2 separate regions of the Sus scrofa genome follow, and region 1 is linked to region 2. A link is a contact called in public HiChIP or PLAC-seq data. All regions are on one chromosome and are shown on one strand. Each heading gives the region's core, a stretch centred on a gene start, on an enhancer-like site or on the middle of the called end of the contact. The rest is flanking DNA. Distances are from core to core; before and after follow the strand shown. Region 1 has its middle 5.8 kb from the start of GYPA. Region 2 has its middle 150 kb from the start of ANAPC10.

The links. HiChIP or PLAC-seq counts read pairs in DNA pulled down with a chosen protein or histone mark.
Region 1: a contact with region 2 is called in an H3K27ac HiChIP or PLAC-seq map of alveolar macrophages. The contact joins two enhancer-like sites. A contact is called at or near these places in 3 of 5 promoter capture datasets (fetal liver, fetal skeletal muscle and liver) and 1 of 2 datasets of contacts at active chromatin or transcription factors (alveolar macrophages).

What each region holds. Positions count from the first base shown.
Region 1 is chr8:84,028,454-84,035,069 of Sscrofa11.1, reverse strand. No RefSeq gene overlaps it. Among named protein-coding and RNA genes, the nearest start is that of GYPA, 5.8 kb to the left of the region's middle. Within about 2 kb of position 3,914, at least 2 of the 83 cell types and tissues checked have an H3K27ac peak or open chromatin away from gene starts, as enhancers often do. A contact at or near this core is called in alveolar macrophages, where this site is marked.
Region 2 is chr8:83,501,812-83,508,621 of Sscrofa11.1, reverse strand. No RefSeq gene overlaps it. Among named protein-coding and RNA genes, the nearest start is that of ANAPC10, 150 kb to the right of the region's middle. Within about 2 kb of position 4,946, at least 1 of the 83 cell types and tissues checked has an H3K27ac peak or open chromatin away from gene starts, as enhancers often do. A contact at or near this core is called in alveolar macrophages, where this site is marked.

The DNA.
Region 1 (6,616 bases), core at 2,665-5,164, 530 kb before region 2:
TTGGGACAGGTCGGCTTTCTTGAGTTAGCCAAGCCCTCTGCCTGTTGCTTGCCACAGTCAGCTTAGACTACTCTGTCCTCTGATAAAACCCTCAAAAGCTCAGTGTCTTACATTGGCTCATTTCCTGCTCGCAGTCCTTTTTGTCTGTGGTGGTTGCAGGACCCATGGTGAAGGAGCAGATTCTGAGACCCACGGTGAAGGAGCAGCCCCCACGGGAATTCTTGTTGCTGATGGAAAAGAAAAATGACCAAATGGGGCAATGGCTTTTCATGTTTCAGCTCTGACAGGGCATATGCCATTTTTGCTCACAATCTATTGGCCAAACCAAATCACGGGCCAAGCTGACATCAGTGGGGCAGGGATGTACACTTCCTCCAAAGGAAAAATCTGTAAGTCGTGAGGCAATGGCGAGGATATAAAAAGCACTTCCAGGCAGGGCAGTGAATGACTGAGAACCGTGGTGCAATCACCCGCATTCATTTATCCTCTTTGCTGAGCTCCTTTCTGCATGTGGGTTTGCAAAGAGTTGGGAGACCTGTTAAGGATCCAAGCTTCTTAAATTCGTGAGTTGATCTTTGTATCCGTTTTGGAAAACCTTGACCATTATCTTTCGAATGTTGTCTCTTTCTCTCTCCTATGGGATTTCGATTATGTATGCATTGGACTTTTAAACTATTACTCACACATCTGGGCTTTCCCCCCCTTCGTCTTTCCTTCTGTGCTTCATTTTCAATTCCACTGACCTTTCGCAATCCTTCATGTACTATGTCTATTCTGCTTTTAAATTAAATTTCATGTTGTATATAGTCCTCATGACTTCTTTGATGCTGATTTTGCATTTTTAATTCAGAATGCACATTTAATTCGCTTTTATAGGTTCTGATTCACAGTTGTAATCCTACTTATTTTCATTTGTCCTATGTACCTTTTACTCTGATTTCTCAGACCCCCTAGTCATAGTTATTCCAATGTCCTTATCTGCTGACTGCAGTATCTGGCCATCTCTAGTTCAGCCTTTATTTTCTTTATTTATTTTTACGATGACAAAATATGCAAAGCATAAAAAGTACCATTTTAATAATTTTTAAGTCTAACATCTGAATGGCATAATTAGGTACATTCGCATTGTTATACAGCCATTAGCTCTTATTTCCTAAAATCATGATATTTGCCACATTTTCCTGCCTCTTTGCATGCCTAATAACTTTTTTCCTTTTGTGCAGGATCCTTTTTTTTTGACCATGGAGGTAGTGGCTTGATGGGGGAGCTCAGTTCCCAGATGAGGGGTTGAACTCAGGCTGCAGCGATGAAAGCTCTGAATCCTAACTATGAGGCCTTCAAGGAACTCCGTGGCCTTAACGTTGAAGCTTCCCAGCCACACAGCTTTGATGGAGATGGGTTTTTTTTTTTGTTTTTTTTTTTTTGTCTTTTTCTTCTTAGGGCTGCACCTGAGGCATATGGAGGGTCCCAGGCTAGGGGTAGAATTGGAGCTGTTGTCACTGGCCTCCGCCACAGCCACAGCAATGCCAGATCTGAGCTGCATCTGCAACATACGCCAGAGCTCACGGCAATGCCGGATCCTTAACTCACTGAGCAAGGTCAGGGATCGAACCCGCAACCTCACCGTTCCTGGTCGGATTCGTTTCTGCTTCTCCACGATGGGAACTCCATGAGGAGGAGAGGCATCTTGGTTAATTGCAGGCCCCTTCCCTCCAGGAGGATTTTGTTCTGTTTTTCTAATTTAGCTCCATAGACCTGTGTGCCATTCTAGCACTCAGAAAATGCCTTGTGGGAGAAAAGGGGCTTTGTGGTTGGGCTCCTCTAGGTCCGAATCTGCTATGCCAGCTCTGACGAACCCTCCAAAGCTCTGATGGTCTTTTCTCCCACTGTTTACAACCTAATGTCATCAGCAGCCTGTGCACGGAGAGAATGGTGGTCTCAATACAGAGGACGAGGACAAGTGTGTAATGTCTTTGGGCTGGATGGACAGTTCCCAGAATGTCTCTGAGCCTGGCCTTGGGAACTGGAGACTTGGTCGAGACCTAGGCCCTGGCATCTCAGCTATGTTCCCGGTTTATGTAGCATCCAGCTGGAGCTGTAGAAAAGATACCATCTGCCCAGAATTCACCCCTTTTCCTGGAGTACCTTCCTCCCCTTCAGAGCTGGACTCATAGTAGATGATATTTTATTTTGACCATGGCTGGTAGACCCTGTGGAACAGCAGCGACCTGAGCCAAGCAGGGGCAATGCCAGATTCTCCCCCCCCCCCGCCCCACCCCTCAAATACAGAACCTGGTTTGAGCTGGTTCTTTCCATCCAGGCCCCGAAGAGTCTACTTTTGGTGCCCTTTTTTCTGGATCCCCTGAGCCGCTTATTTATTTATTTATTTATTTATTTTTATTTTTTACTTACGTTAGCAAGCATGGATTCATTTTGCTTGAGATCATATAACGCTATTGGAATGGAAGAAGGCACACATTATCAGAGAGGAAAATAGCCTGACATTCAGAATTAAAGGAGATGCCATGTCTGGAACCTAGGATCCACAGAGTCAGCCCAGAGCTCTCTTGCTCTCTCGCTCTCTCTCTCTCTCTTTTTTTTTAATTTTTTATTTTTAGTTCTGTGAGTGAGGCATGTGGAAGTTCCCAAGCTAGGGGTTAAATCAGAGCTATAGCTGCCGGCCTATACCACAGCCATAGCAATACCAGATCTGAGCCTTGTCTGTGACCTACACCACAGCTCACAGCAACGCTGGATCCTGAACTCACTGATGGAGGCCAGGGATCGAACCCGAGTCCTCATGGACACTAATCAGGTTCGTTACCGCTGAGCCACGACGGGAACTCCCCAGCCTGAATTTTCCAAGCACAGTATCAGTATCTTTGTGGCATCTGTACCTTCGTGTTGGGAGAAGGCTGAGGACCCAGCCTGAGACACCACTCTTCTCTGTAGAAGCTGGGCTTCTGCTCTTGTCATTTCATCTTGAGGAAAAGCCTGAGGGGCTATTTGCCGCTAGTGGGAGGCCAGCAGTGCCTTGAGAGCGTGGCTTGAGAGCAAGGGCAAGTTGGCTGTAACAAATCCTTCAGCTTCTCCCACAAGGACTTGGTACACAGCCATTGCTCTGGGGAAGTGCCTTTCAGTCCTTCTAGCTCATTCTACTCATCCTGTCCAGCTTTCCTCAGTTTTAGTCAACCCAGAAGACCTACGTGACTTTTACTTTCCACTAATTGGTATTAAGATGCAAAGGGGGAGTTCCTTGGTGGCCTGGCAGTTAAGGACTCAGTGTCGTCAGGTTCAGTCCCTGGTTGTAGAAATTCTGCATGCCATGGCAAGGCAAAAAAGAACGAAAAGAAAGCAAGGAAGGAAGGAAGGGAGGAAGGGAGAAGGAAAGAAAGAAAAAGAACATGAATATATGTCTTAAGAACGACCCAGCCCCATGACCGCCTACCACATGGTCCTGGGACCGACTGGATGTGTGAAGGGCTCGCTGCCAACAGGAAGGACCTGTCTCTGCCAGGCTAAACTCAAAGCAGGAAACTTAATTCATACGTTTAGAAAGTATTTCCCAAGGTGCTACCTTTCCTCCAATAATTGTGACAAAGATGCCTGGAAAGTCTCTTCTTTCTGCTTGTCCCTCGATTGCAAAATTTACCGAATAGTATTTGATACAGAGACAAAAAAGAGAACTTGTATTTTACCCTATGATTGCAAAAGCCGTTAAGACAAATGAAGCCTCAGGAAACATTTTCCAGGCATAGCTTTCAGCAGATAGATGGCGTATGGATTCCTTGTGTAACATTTGAGGGTTTTGATGATGTGGGTGTTTACAAAACATGGTTCCTCAGAATCTGATAACACTCTGCTTCTTTCTTTTCTCCAAGGGGCATAACCTTGTCCGGATGGACCAGGGTGACCATACAGCTCACAGAGGGCGGTTTGGGTAATTCTTGGTCCTATTGTCAGCCACAGGCGGCCCTTGGGGGAGTGCTGAGTGGGCGTCTCTCCACACAGACCTCCTGCCAAGTTCACCACATACTCCTCTTGGATGGCACGGCTGCTGTGTCTGGGTGACCGTTTCCTTCTTAGAATCATCTGGCCGTTGGATACTAGGTATTGAAAACCATTCTCCGAATTCCCGTCATGGCACAGTGGAAACGAATCCGACTAGGAACCATGGGGTTGAGGATTCGATCCCTGGCCCCACTCAGTGGGGTAAGGATCCGGCGTTGCCGTGAGCTGTGGTGTAGGTTGCAGACGCGGCTCAGATCCTGTGTTGCTATGGTTGTGGTGTAGGCTGGTGGCTACAGCTCCGATTAGACCCCTAGCCTGGGAACCTCCATATGCCGTGAAAGCGGCCCAAGAAATGGCATAAAGACAAAAAAAAAAAAAAAAAAGACAAGAAATTTCATCTTGAGACTTTTTATAAATTTTTATTTTCAGGGCCACATCTGTGACAGAGGGAAGTTCCCAGGCTAGGGTTTGAATCGGAGCTGCAGCTGAGGCCACAGCCACAGCAAAGGCAGATCCGAGCTGCGTCTGTGACCTACACCACAACTCACAGCAATGCTTGATCCTTAACCCATTTAGCAAGGCCAGGAATTGAACTCACATCCTCACAGAGACAATGTCAGGTCCTTAACCCAGTGAGCCACATGGGAACTCTTTTTTTTTTTTTTTTTTTTTTTTTCCGATTTGGCAGGACACAAGGAATTTTCCGGGCCAGAGACTGAACCCATGCTGTAGTTGCAACCTGCACCACAGCTGCAGCAATGCTAGATCCTTAACCCACGGTGCCATATGGCAACTTCTCTAAAACTTTATCCTAACGCTGCAAGAGTTCAAAGACTTAGCTCCAGGGATAATAGAAAAAAAATAAAACAACCTAAATAGCCAGTAATAGACAAATGCCTAAAGAAAATATGATGAAATACTGTGATCACCAAAAATAATGTGTGGAGGGATATTGAATGCCATGGAAAGATGTTCATAATGTACTGTTAAAAAAAATATGTGTTGTGAAAGAGTATATTAACAGTTTAGTGTACTGTAAAAAAAACAAATTATAAAATAGTTGTCCTGTATGATATTTTTGTGAAGAATTACCTACTTTTGTGTGTTGCTGGGAATCTGTATATCTGTGAATAGAAATAAGACTGAGAAGAATACACTTCACGTACTGAGATTTTCTTCTCCTCCTTTTGCTACCATGAGAAAAAACATTTCCCTGTACTAATAAAGAGTTAGTTATTTCACCTAAAGAATGAGTAGAGGGAGTTCCCGTCGTGGCGCAGTGGTTAACGAATCCGACTAGGAACCATGAGGTTGCGGGTTCGGTCCCTGCCCTTGCTCAGTGGGTTAACGATCCGGCGTTGCCGTGAGCTGTGGTGTAGGTCACAGACGCGGCTCGGATCCCGCGTTGCTGTGGCTCTGGCGTAGGCCGGTGGCTACAGCTCCGATTCAACCCCTAGCCTGGGAACCTCCATATGCCGCGGGAGCGGCCCAAGAAATAGCAACAACAACAAAAAAGACAAAAAGACAAAAAAAAAAAAAAAAAGAATGAGTAGAAAAATTGTAAAACAAATAGGCAATTCTTGACTTTGGAAGATCCCTTTTTTCTAAAAGGAAAACAAGACTGGTTCGTTTGTTCTCTGTTTTGATCACTAGAGGGCACCAAAGTCATAAAGATTATTAGTCATTTTTTTTCTTTCCGTTTTCATTCTGTCACAGAGGGAAGTTTCTGGCCTCTCCTGTTTAGCAGTTTTGAAGCATTTACTGGAAGACCTCTTGCTGCTTAGACTTAAGGAGAGTAAACTGTTTAGACTAGGTTTTTTTCCCTAACATTAAATATTCCCTGCAACAGACAGCCATCTATCTATGGGACTATTCAAAACAGATGGGTGTTTCTGGAGAATGTGATTTATTTTCTTCTCTGATACCAAAGGGCTTATTGGCTGATACCTGCTGAATGTGAGTTCTGAGCCATGTTGTTGAGACAGGACCACAGAACACCCAGAGGCAGCACACATCGTTTCAAATGAAACACCATGGACCATTTCAAGGAAAAAACGTTGTGCCTTTACTGGTAACATGTGTGGTGTCGGTGGGCTTCGATGAAGCGGAACACTCAAGAACACCCATGGCATCTTTTGAATAACAGACCTGACCACCTTTTCGCATGTTAACAATTCTGCATTTTTTTGAGTTCAAGAGAAGCCCCAGTCCCCAGACCCTAAAATGACGGAAGGGCGGGGAAGATTCGGAAACTACACGGGAATCCTACCAACTCTCAAGGAACCTGTCTCATGCCAAGGGGTTCATCAAGCAGAGAAAGGAAGATATGATAAGAAAGTCAATGGTCTTAGCATGTTCCCATTTCAGAAAGGCATAATTCATACTAAAAGATGAGGTTTCCGTAATTAAACAAGATGTAGTGTGTGGAAGGTGTGTGTTTGTTAGGAGTTGTATACCGTAGACAAAGATGCAATAAGTCTCTCATTTCTAATGTTGCAATTACCAAGAGAGAAAATTAGTTACCTGATCATGCAGATGAGTCTGTGTTGAAATCCATCCCCCTGGAAAAACTAAGCAAATCATTTTTTTTTTTCCGTTAGAACGT
Region 2 (6,810 bases), core at 3,697-6,196:
GGCCTCTTACATGTCTAATTTACTTAAAATCGGAAGGTCTTATGGAATCTTTATTACCTCCTGCTGTGAGTAGCAAGAATTTACATTCCCAGAGTTAAGTAATATAGGGAGTTTAGTGTCAAGCAAAGAATATAATAAAACCTCAAAAAACATGTAAAGAAATTTCCTTTTCAGTTGGTTGGGCTTTTCTTTCATTTTCCCTACCATCCCCTTCTTGGAAAGATAATAGGGAATGTTTTGATGAATAGAGCAGCGAGTAGAAAGAGGAGAAATTTTCATTCTCAAAGAGGAAGAAAACTGCTACCTCATAGAATCTATTGTATCAGAACCTGACAATTTAACTGGCTTTGGCAATAAGTTCTTGTTGCAATTTGGAAATACAAAAGAATTGTATAATGGCGATCACAGAAATGCCACAGCCACTTATCTGCACATCCTCAACCATGTCTTTTAATTTTCTCGCCTTTTTTCCTATTAACTGAAGAAAGCAAGAAATGAGCTCACATTAGAAATGATACGGCAAGTCTGATATGGAAATTAGAAGATCAATAATAAAAGTTACAGTCGAAAGTTTTCTCTCACTTTCAGCAGTTTCCCTCAAACCAAAAAATAATAAAAATAAATTGTATTTAATCACATTAGCTCATTAATCACATGAAGGCCTGGCTGTTGACCCTTCACCTTTCCCAATAGGGCTGAGAAAGTCAATAAACTAATAAGATAAAACAATGTCTCTGTCGGAATTTTAAAAAAAACCAAAATCTTCCTCAATGATTAAGAATAATGTATTCTTGAGATTCAAGCCAATTTCTCCAGAATCTCGTTTTTAAAAAAATCAAGAATGTTAGCTGCCCCAAACAAACGGGATCTTTTGCGTTCTTTTTAAAAGAGAGAGAGATTTTAACAAGCTTCCCTGTTCATCTTGATTAAATCAGAATTATAGGGAAAAGTAACCTAGAAGAACTTCAGAAACGTGAGGTTCAAGTTCAACTAATGAAGGGACAAAGACTTTAATTTTAGCTGAATAGTCCTCCCATTTCTGTGTCAGCTTCACACTCTATTAGATCCTCCGGAACAAAAGGCCCAGACCCTCCCACTGGGAATCTTTAGCTGGAGCTCTGGGTACTATTGTTGATTTTATCCTAAAGGGCTTGGGAACACATTTTATAAACATGAAAATAAAGAGCAAATAAGTGTGAGAAACATTCAGTGAACGAAGGTCAGTGGAAATAGCTCACATGCTGTCAAAGCCCCTCTGGATTTCTTTTAAAATGATGTAGGTAGAGGCATTTCTGGTTGGTGTGTTTAGTCAGAGAGAGGCTTGAAAGTGATATTCATTTGTCTCTTTGCTTGCATGTGAAAATAATTACAATTTGTCAGGGAAGAATCTCACTGGGTTACCAATTGCTGGCCTCATCCCCTCACACAACCCAATACCTTATTTTCAGCCTGAGACTCAAGGATGCTTTCTTTGGACAAATCTACATTGGCTTCGTGTACAGAAATTCTCCTTTCTAGGGTTACCCAATGCAAGTGAAATGCAGGAATTCCATGGCACCTGCAAATATTCCTCCTCTTTGGACTGGATGTAGCACAGCAAAACAGAACTAGGAAGCCAGGGACCTATCTGCTAAATGAATGCTACTTCAGGATGTATTCCTTTGAAATAAAAATGAAATAATGAATCACATGGTAACATCACAATAAATTTTGCACATGCTAAAATATAAAAGAGAGAACATTGTTTCTTAACTTCCTAGTATATGTGAAACACATTTTGAACTGGAACAAACAATTTGAAAATGTATTACATTCACAAATGGCATCTGAATGGAACAGTTGCTTATGCGACTGTGAAAAGAGAAATTCCATCCGTTGATAGAGGGCTGCCAGAAATGGATATTAAAAAACTCAAAAGCTTTCTCAGTTTAAGTTAAGGAATAAAATTAGTCTCCTACAAATCCTACCCCTAAATCAAAAGATGAAAATCATCCAGCTTTACTCTGCAGACCTTTCCAACTAACCATATGAATAATTCAGCCTAAGAAAGCCGCTATTATCCAGGCATGGAATCTCTAATATGCCATTGAAAGTTTTCTTAGGCTCTCAGAGGAGTTCCAAGATTGCACTTTTTATGACAAATGGTGGTTATGACTAACTCAAGGCCAAACGATTGATGGGCTAAAGAGAAAAAATTTGCTCAAATCATTTTTATTAGTAAAAAAAAAAATTTACAATGGAGTTTGCTATAGACTGAATGTTTGTGTCCCCCTTTTCCACACCAAATGTATATGTTAAAACTCCACCTCCCATAAAGAAGATGTGGTGTATCTGTATGAAATGGAATAATACTCAGCCATGACAAAGAATGCAATAATGCCTCCTGCAGCAACATGAATGGACCTAGAGATTATCATACTAAGTGAACTAAGTCAGATAGAAACAAATATCATATGATATCACTTATATGTAGAATCTTAAAAAATGATACAAATGAACTTATTTACAAAACAGAAATAGACTCACAGACATAGAAAATAAATTTAGGGTTACCAAAGGGAAAAGGAGGGGGCATAAATTAGGAGTTTGAGAGTAACAGATACAAACTACTATATATAAAATAGGTAAACAACAAAGACCTACTAGATAGCAGAGGGAATTATACTCAATATCTTATAATAATCTATCATGGAAAAGAATCTGAAAAATAATACATATTCATGTTCGGATATATATCTGATCTGAGTCACTTTGCTGTACCCCTGAAACAAATCAACTGTACAAGTTAAAAAAGGTATTGTGATGCAATGTTTTCAAGTAGGATACTATACGTATTTTTCTATAACTTTCTTTTTTGCACAGTACTGTATTTGAAAAAATCCATTCATGTTTATGCATAATGCTATAGTTTATTTTCACACTGTAAAGTGTTCTACTAAATGAATAAACCACAATGGTGGATATTAAAAAAAAACAAACAAACAACTTACCTCCCAATGTGATTGTATTAGGAAGTAAAGCTGTCAACAGATAATTAGGCTTATATGAGTTCATTAGGTGAGTCCTTTGTGAATAGACCAGTGCCCTTAAAAGAGTCTCAAGAGAGCTTTCTCCCTCTCTGTGCTCTTCACCATGTGAGGACAAGAAGAAGTCATCAGTCACTAACCCTGAAGAGGGCTCTCACCAGAACCCACCCATTTGGGCACCTCGATCTTGGACTTCTAGCCTCCAGGACTGTCTGGAGAGCAGTTATCTCCAGAACAGAGAGATAAATGTCCACCATGGATAAGCCATCTAGTCTGTGATATTTTTGTGATGGCAGCCTATGGCAGAGTTGATGTGAACAGCTTTTGCTTTGTTTTGTTATTGTTTTTCTTGACTTCTCTCCATGTAGATCAAATTATGAATGGATGGGAGCAGAGTTGATGTTAACCACAGAACACTAACTCTCATTTAGAGCCTTTGGCTCCAAGCTGATCCAGACAAGGACATTGCTGTCGTGATCATCTTCAGATCATTATCATCACCAGAAAGCCTGCCATGCCTGCCCTATCAATTTTATTTCTTATATCCATGAAATGTGTTAGTATCATCCAAACAGCACCAGGGACTTGATCAAAGAATAAATTTCAATATATATTTGCCTCTACTGAATAGCTAGCTCATGGATTAGGTATTTTAGAAATTGCATCCAGGCTGGCAAATGCAGATGGGCTAGAGCTGTTTGAAAGTGTAATAAAAGTCTAATAAAACATGTGAGCAAACTCACACATCTGTGGGCAGATGGGAGGCATTATGTAATACAGGTCATTGCTTCAGCAACCTCTAACCCTCCCCGCCCTCCCCCCGCCCCCGGCTACTGCTGCTAGGCCAAGGTTGAGTGTAAAGGGCCTCTGTGAGTTTTCTTTCTCTGTCAACATTCAAAGAAATCATTTTTACTCTTTCTAAAATGAACTATTAACATAGAAAGCCTTTGACTCACACCCATGAAAATGATGTACAAGATGCCCCAAATCTTTGACCCAGGACCCAAGATTTCACTGCTTGTATTTGTTTGTTTTTTGAAAACATAATATTTCCATGAATACACTCTGCAACTTGTCAGACGTTTTTCTCCTTCATAAATGCACTAGATGGGAAGTTTTGAGGTGGGCTCGTTCATGTAGCTTGGGAGAGTAATTGCAGAAGTTGGTCAAACAATCAGTTATACAAACCACAAAATGGAATGAGAGATAGGTTTGGAATTCTAAAAAGGCTATATGCACTGGACTGTGTGAAGAACATGAAATGAATACTCAGAAATCCCTCACTTTAAAGAGAACTTAATATATGTGTGGGTGTGGTGTGTGTAAATTTTACTAAATTCCCTAGTAACATTAGAATTTCCTCTTTCTGTCTACTGACTAATCTTCAACTTGATATTCTAGAAGGACTTTCTTCCCTGGATGGAAGTTATATCTCTTACAGTATTAAAAGTTTAAGGTGCATAAATCTGGAAGGTGGGGGCTAAAGGACAGCGGGGACTCTACTTCTACAGCATCTGAGTGAAAAGCTTTCAAAGAGAACTTAGAAAAGTGTGTCTTAGAGGTGAAACATTTAGACAAGCTTTAGGGACAGCTATACCCAGATTTAGCTCTACCATGTTTTAGGCCATGTGACCTAGAACAAGTTCTTTGATCTTTATTACTCAATGTTCTCATCTGAAACATGGAGGTAATAGTAGTATCTACCTCCTAAAATTGCTGAGATTTAAATGAATTTACTATATATAAAGCATATTGTAACTCAATAAATGTTCGTAATGATTATTGTGGTTGTATTTCAGACCAAGGTGAAAAAAAAGTCAACTAAAAAAATCATTGTTCAACTATGAGAATCCTGAGTCTAAGCAGTAATGCCAGTGAAAATTAATGACCTCAAAGTGCTTAGGAAATGTGCCATGAGTCAGTTCTTAAAAATTTTCATTAGCCGCTGGATCATTTATCACACACTTATGGTTTGCTCCCTCGGCCTCTTTTGACCAATCAATGCCAAAGAACTGCTCAAATGAGGACTATCACTGAAAAAAAAGTGTGCCTCATCTTCTGGTCTGAAGTCCTAGGAACAAGAGCTACAAAATGGAGCATGGCTATCAAACTTAGAGGATTGAAAGATGATGTTTCCCAGATCAGGATACAGAGAATTTCACAGGTAAAACTGAACTTGTATTATGATTCATAGAATATTTTGTTATAAAACCTTTCTTACCTATAGAAATTCGTAGAAAATATTATAATGAACACTGGTATACCCATCTCATCCAGCTTAAAAAAAAAAATGCATCTGAGCACACTCAGGGCCGGCATGTTGAGCAACTGCAGGAGGTATTGTTCTTCTAAGCATGGAATGTGACTGACTCCCTTGGATGGTAACACATTATAATCTCTGTGAAGGGCCTTCCCTAGGACTGGGCGATGCAGCAGCACACCTGGACACAATCAAAGAACTCCAGTAACCACTTTCCTTATATCACTCAGAAGCCACTGTCTTGAATCTGCTGTTGATTCTTCATAAACCCATTTTTTCTACTTTTATTACCTATGTATCTATTAGTATAGATTTCCTCTCTTTTATACTTTATATGAAATGCTCATTCTTTATGAATCCTTCTGCAACTTGCTTTTTATGAGCTCAACATTATCCTTCTAAGATATCTTCCTATTGATCTCTATGGTTCCAGTTCATTCATTTTAACGTTTGAATAGTAAGATTAAATAAATAAACTAGTATGATTAATAAATAAACTAGTTTACTTATTTAGACATTCTCCTTTTAATGAACACTTAGAGTTTTTCTTCTTTCTACTTCTTTGGATGAGAGCATGGTAAGTATTCAATAAATGTTAGCTATTATTGCACATCTTGTTTTGCATTCATGACCTAGGTGAGCAATATCTATTCCACATTCTTATCAGATGCAACAAGTTGCCTAAATACAACCTAAATTAAATTCACAGCCTCACTTGGCCTCTTATATGAAAGCACATTAATTAGGAAAGAAAGGGACACTACAAGTTGGAATAAGGATATCTGAATGGTTTTAGATGACTCTGAGTACTTGAAGATCCAAGTCCACTGAGCTTTCCATTCTAGCAAGTGTAGCCCCTCCCACTTCTATCAGATAAATAAATCACTGCAGCATCACTGTTTTGCAGGCTAGGGATCAAGACAGTAGATGTTTCCCCAGAAATAGACTCCTGAGTTAAATAAGGATGAGGCCATCCCAGAGTATCAAAGATCATGCAGAAGCAAGTAACAGCTAGAGATAAAGGAGTAGACCCTCTAAGTAGAAAGTAAGGCTTCAGTGACAGAACAGTTTCATAAGTTCTCCATATCCCACAAGGACCAAAATACCTCTTTGCCTGACAAATGGAGGCCTGACTTTAGTCAAAATAATAGGGAACCGAGGGTACTGGCCCAATCTTCAGATCTGAGTACCAGAGTCCCATGAATGTGGAAGCCAGGATCACCTGAAGGAGAAAGCTGAGACACTGCCACAAGACCTCAATATAAATATTCCACCTAGGGATCTGTTGGTATTTACTAGTATAATTGTGCCCTGAGAAAAGGGAACTACTCAGATCTTTATCTAAAGAATTACTGCATCTGGGTCTGAGTAAATACTAATCCCTGGGGTCCTATATTGCCACCGTGGTCAACTATTAAGAAGGGAGACCTACTGTGGTCAAGTGATAAATGGAATTTTGATCCAAGTCCATCTCACAATGGATAGAGTGTAATCTTGAACACATCGTGTGGTTATTTCCCTATT